2 separate regions of the Mus musculus genome follow, and region 1 is linked to region 2. Evidence: chromatin contacts called from public capture Hi-C data. All regions are on one chromosome and are shown on one strand. Each heading gives the region's core, a stretch centred on a gene start, on an enhancer-like site or on the middle of the called end of the contact. The rest is flanking DNA. Distances are from core to core; before and after follow the strand shown.

What was found. Capture Hi-C pulls out chosen DNA fragments and counts their contacts.
Region 1: a contact with region 2 is called in a capture Hi-C map of embryonic stem cells, with 4 times the contacts expected there. The contact joins two enhancer-like sites. A contact is called at or near these places in 4 of 39 promoter capture datasets (the 3T3-L1 cell line, 3T3-L1-derived adipocytes and the C10 cell line), 1 of 15 datasets of contacts at CTCF or cohesin (large pre-B cells), 21 of 484 Hi-C or Micro-C datasets (the C2C12 cell line, ECoMG myeloid progenitors, the G1E-ER4 cell line and 10 more), 1 of 115 datasets of contacts at active chromatin or transcription factors (embryonic stem cells) and 5 of 9 other capture datasets (adipose tissue, embryonic stem cells, embryonic tail and 2 more).

Annotation. Positions count from the first base shown.
Region 1 is chr5:65,599,056-65,601,755 of GRCm38.p6, reverse strand. No RefSeq gene overlaps it. Among named protein-coding and RNA genes, the nearest start is that of Gm40309, 59 kb to the right of the region's middle. Within about 2 kb of position 1,390, at least 9 of the 459 cell types and tissues checked have an H3K27ac peak or open chromatin away from gene starts, as enhancers often do. A contact at or near this core is called in embryonic stem cells, where this site is marked.
Region 2 is chr5:65,414,454-65,417,153 of GRCm38.p6, reverse strand. Ugdh (UDP-glucose dehydrogenase) reads left to right here. Exons shown (of 12, transcript NM_009466.2): 10 at 42-133; 11 at 219-329. Among named protein-coding and RNA genes, the nearest start is that of Ugdh, 20 kb to the left of the region's middle. RefSeq lists an enhancer at 582-2,179. Within about 2 kb of position 1,358, at least 121 of the 459 cell types and tissues checked have an H3K27ac peak or open chromatin away from gene starts, as enhancers often do. A contact at or near this core is called in embryonic stem cells, where this site is marked.

The sequences.
Region 1 (2,700 bases), core at 141-2,640, 180 kb before region 2:
AAAACCAAAAGAGGAAACCAGCGTCGTTCCATGCTGGCCTTGAACCTACTTCTGCCTCCTATTGCTGTGACAAGGGTGTGCACCACCACAACTGGAGCTAAAATATCAAATCCATGTTGCAATTTCTAAAAGGCAAATCCAGGTTTGCATTTTTAACCAGGTGTGATAGAACAGCTCTACTGTTTCTTGAAGAAATCCTCATGCTCGAAAATATGAACAGCAGTAATGAGGCATGGTCACATAAACATGTAATCCTAGCACTGGGAGAAAAAGTCCCCCAAGTTTGAAGCCAGCCTGGTCATACTGTAATTTCCAGGACAGTGAAACCCTGTGTGAACAAGTAAAATAAAAACCCGAGCATTAGCAAGGATACAGTATAATCTCAAAGCCAAGCTGGTATACTCAAGGAGTAATTGTGCACATCTCCTTCTTTAAATTTATCTAAGGGTAGTGCTAGGAACTGGCAAGTACACCACTGGCTGCATCGCAAATGGGCCTGGTGCAGTGTCACTTCCCGTAGGACCCACACTGGCTCTCCATGGCTGCCCTCCAGGAAAAAGATCTCTTCAAAGGCATGAACTGACCATTGCCACACTGAAGAGAGGTGCCATTATATGGATCAGAAGGTGTTTCAAAGTACAAACCAGAAGTGCCCTGGGTCGGAAGATGTGCTTAGTGAAGGGATACACTGCAGGCAGGGGCTGGGCTGCACACTATTGGCAACGGAACCCAGAGCCCCATACATGCTACAGGACCTACCTGAGCTCATATGCCATCTTGCTTTCATGCAACAGAGTGCATGCTCTTTCATGAGGATCTGAGCCTGAGTCCCAGAATCTCAAAACAGGCATGGACACACATAGCACTAGGGTAAGACCCTTTCCGAAAGAGAAAGACATTAGGTATCCTCTGACTCACATGCAAATGTGTGAATTGTGATACCAGTAGTAGCAAGAAAAAGGAGGTAGCATGCTTTCCTCGGATCTTTTGTTGATACAAAAAAATCCTTGTGCTTCTGAGAACTGATACAGTGTGCAACACAGGTACCCTGTTACTGATTCTCAAAACCAAAAGTGAACATTTAGAATAACTGTCATGAACAAAGACAATTGTGCTAGTGTTATGTAAATTGGCTATTTCCGGATTGCAGTTTTGTCTTAGACTATAAACCCTACTCCCCAGTTTTTTTGTTTTTCTTTTAAACAAAGGATCTATGAAACTCTCACTAATCTCAAATCATAGCGATCCTCCAGCCTCAGCGTCCTCAGTGTCAGGATTACAAGCATATATTATACTCTTCTCAGTTTTAAAGTCAGTACTAGAGCCTCAAGTATGCTCAGTGTACTCTGCCCAAGTACAGCCCTGCTTTCAGGTTATGCAGCGGAGCTACTTCTCTAAGGTCAAACACCAAGTGGTTCCTGCCTTAATGTTGACCACCTTACTGGTGAGAGCTTGTCTTAGATGCAGCCTTGGTTTATGAAAAAGCACTTCCGCTGGGTGATGGTGGCTCGTGCCTTTAATCCCAGCACTCAGGAGGCAGAGGCAGGTGGATTTCTGAGTTTGAGGCCAGCCTGGTCTACAGACTGAGTTCCAGGACAGCCAGGGCTACACTGCCTTGAAAGAGAAAAAGCCCTTCCTACTCCTCACTCTAGCTCCCCGACAAGCAACAGAAACAACTCTCCAGTGCACTACGCTGGCACTGTCTGTTTTGTTGGTTACATGAGATTTTGCAGTCCTATGTGATAGAAAGTTAGTTTAGGCAACTGATGAGCTACTGAGCTAAACTCCCCACCCCACAATCAGTTTAAGAGGTTCGATAATTAGGTCATTAGGTCTATGTACTTTACCAAGCAAACTTGTAAGTAAGCCAGTTTGCTGCCGCTTTGGGCTTGAACACGAAGGAATCTGTTTGGCCCACTACTGAACAAATTCAGGTCTGTAGGACACACGGGCAGGATCAGAGGCGGGACTGCTGATCCTGCTGCCTCGGCTTGCCAAGTTCTGAGATTGGAGCAGCAGGCTTACACACCTGGATACACCTCTACCATTGCAAATGATTGTTTCAAACACTGTTAAACACTAAATACTTACCTAGATGAAGAACAAGATCAGAAAAAAAGCTGGCTTTATGTTTATTATATGGTCTAACAATGTAGCTTGGTAAACCTGGAACTGGACACATAGACAGGGCTAGCCTCAAATCTGCCTGTCTCTCTCTGCCTCCTGAATATTGAAATCAATACCACAACACCTAGTACCAGCTTAGTCATCTTAAATTAAAACTAAGATTAATCATGACATCAAGAGCATTCAGAGTTTTCATGGTACAACACAACCTTGCCACAACTTGTGTGGAAATATGAAAACTGAACAGTGTTGCCTCAAACACCAGGGGAAGAGAGGAACTTAAACGCTCGCTCAGAACTCAGCTCTGTAATGTTCCAGTACAAAGCAGGTGACTAGGAACCTAAGTCCTTCACAAACTCAAAGACTTGACAATTCACAGAAACTTAGCACACACACCATCACTATGAAGCTGTAACTCTTAGCACACACACCATCACTATGAAGCTGTAACTCTTAGCACGCACACCGTCACTATGAAGCTGTAACTCTTAGCACGCACACCGTCACTATGAAGCTGTAACTCTTAGCACGCACACCATCACTATGAAGTTGTTGAGGGCGTCTAACTGCTTC
Region 2 (2,700 bases), core at 109-2,608:
CGTTTGTGTCTCATCTCTCTTGGTCGTTGCTGTTTTTATAGTGTCCAGACTGGTGACCATTTCCAAGGACCCATACGAAGCGTGTGATGGCGCCCATGCCCTCGTTATCTGCACTGAGTGGGACATGTTTAAGGTGATGTAGAGGCATTCCAGTGCAAACACAAGTTGGGTCTGTGTCTACATGTGTGTCCTAATTATTCACTGGTACATCTACACAGGAACTGGATTACGAACGGATTCATAAAAAAATGCTGAAGCCAGCCTTTATCTTTGATGGTCGGCGTGTCCTGGATGGGCTCCACAGTGAGCTACAGACCATTGGCTTCCAGGTAATCAGGATTCTAAGCCGGCTGTTTTGCTTGTTTGGTTTGGTCTGGTTATCATTATTTTGTTTTAGTTATTATTGTGTGTGTATATGCATGACTTTGGGTGGGGCATATGTGGAGGTCAGAGGACAACTTTGTAGAGTCAGTTCGCCCACCCCTTCCTTCTCCTGTCACAGGGCTTCGGGCTTGGGCAGAAGTACCTTTACCCTCTGAGCCACCTCAGTGCCCACCCAGACGATCTGTGAACCCATTGATGGGTTTCAAAGCGTCACATTTTCTAAGTTAGCAGTAGGACAGTAAGATAACCAGGACAAGAGGCCTGTTCTCTGCAAAGTCTGGGTTGTTCGTTTGTAACCTAAGGTTGGTGTCCTTTACTTGGCAGTAGAAGGGTATCAGGTGCCTATCATACGGAAACAGTGTGTGCCCTATCGTAAAGGTGAAGAAGACCCACTGTGGTTCCATGGTGCACTCTTGTTATGCACAGCTGAGCTTTACCCCAGTGAAGCCTGGGTGAGGGGTGGGGTTTGACTGTGGGTGGCCTCTGAGGAACTGCTTCACCTGGAACAACACTGTCATCCTCCTGTGAGAATAGCTACCATCCACCTCGCCGGGTACCCAGGCTCGTGGCCGGCCTGGTGTTGCTCCCGTACCTTTCAGACACTCAGCCCTGCCTGTGCCGTGAGAAGTCTGAGGGAACAATGTGGGCCTTAGGAGCCCTGTCTGCATTCGCATTCATTCATGTGGAGCTGGGGAGCTGGCAGAACAGGCCCAGAGCAGAGCATCTGTGTGTCACCGGTCTTTGCTGCACCAGGGCTCTGCAAGTACTAGCGAGTTGTTACTTGCAGCCTCCTGCAGCCGTGTGGACGGCGGAGAGGCTCCTGGCAGAGTAATTTAGGGAAGACGAAGAACAGTTGGTGGAGGAGGGCCGCCGCCGCCAGCATGGCGCCAAACTGAGCTTCAGCACGGCCTTAGCACTGGCTTAGCGGCAGCGCCAGGAAGGCCTTATCTGCTCACCACAAAGACTGGTCTGCTTTCTTTAACCTCTCACTCACTCGCTAGAGGGCCTTTTCTCTGCCGTTTGTTTGTGAGATACGAGGTCTCAGCAGAGTCAGCTGGCAACTCTGTTAACTCCTTGGAAACTCCCCCATCTTACTCTCCTTAGCGAGCAAGTGAGCAGCAGGGCTGCTTTTCCCTGGTTTTGATTTAAACTTTGGAGTGTTGTTTTTTAAATGTTATTTCCAAGACAAATATAGAAAGATAAATATTTTTAAAAGTTTTAGCTGGGTGCATACCTTTAATCCCAGGTCTTGGGAGACAGAGACAGTTGGATCCCTGAGTTTCAGGCCAGCCTGGTCTATCTATGTAGTGAGTTCCAGGACAGCTACAGAAAACCTGTCACAACAACTAACTAACTAACTAACTAACTAACTAACTAACTCAATGCCTGGAGAAATGGCTCTGCTCTTGCACAGGACCCTTCCAGCACCCACATGGTGAGTCACAGACATCTCTAACTCCAGTTCTAGGTAATTAGGGGTCCTCTTCTTGTCTCCAAGGATACCAGCCACATACACAGTGTACATATATATATGCACATATAGGCATATAAAAATGAATGATCCTGGGGCTGGAGAGATGGCTCAGCGGTTAAGAGCACTGACTGCTCTTCCAGAGGTCCTGAGTTCAATTCCCAGCAACCACATGGTGGCTCACAACCATCTGTAATGGGATTAGATGCCCTCTTCTAGTGTGTCTGAGGACAGCAACAGTGTATTCACATACATGAAATAAACAAATAAATATAAAAAAAAAAAAAAGAATGATCCTGAGTTCTTTGAAAACTTAACTCCCCAGTAAGATTTTTTTTTTAATTGAATTCAGCTGGGTTTGGTAGCGCCCTTCTCCACTTGTGCACTTGGGAGGCAGAAGCAGGGTGACCAGGAGTGCAAGGTCACCTCTGCTGCATAGGTAGCTCCAGGCCTGCCTCAAAGATAAAATAGGAAATGGGAGCCCTAACTCAGGGAGAGTATGTAAGTCACTCGGTAAGAAAATAGACTACTGTAAATAAAGCAGGCATCCCTTGTAGTGTGAGTCAGATGAAAGAATTAACTTTTAATTCAAACGAGATATAGAAATAGAATAGTATGTTTATCTCTACTAGAGAAAAGATAAATTTACACTGGTAAGGGGTGGTGTGGACTGGAGAGGTGGCTCGGACTTTAAGAGTACTCACTGCTCTTCAGGAGGCCCTGATTTCAGTTCCTAGTATGTGCACATATAGGCAAACCCTCGTATGTATGTATGTATGTATGTATGATCTACATAGTGAGTTCCAGGACAGCTAGAGAAAACCTGTTACCAAAAAAAAAAAAAA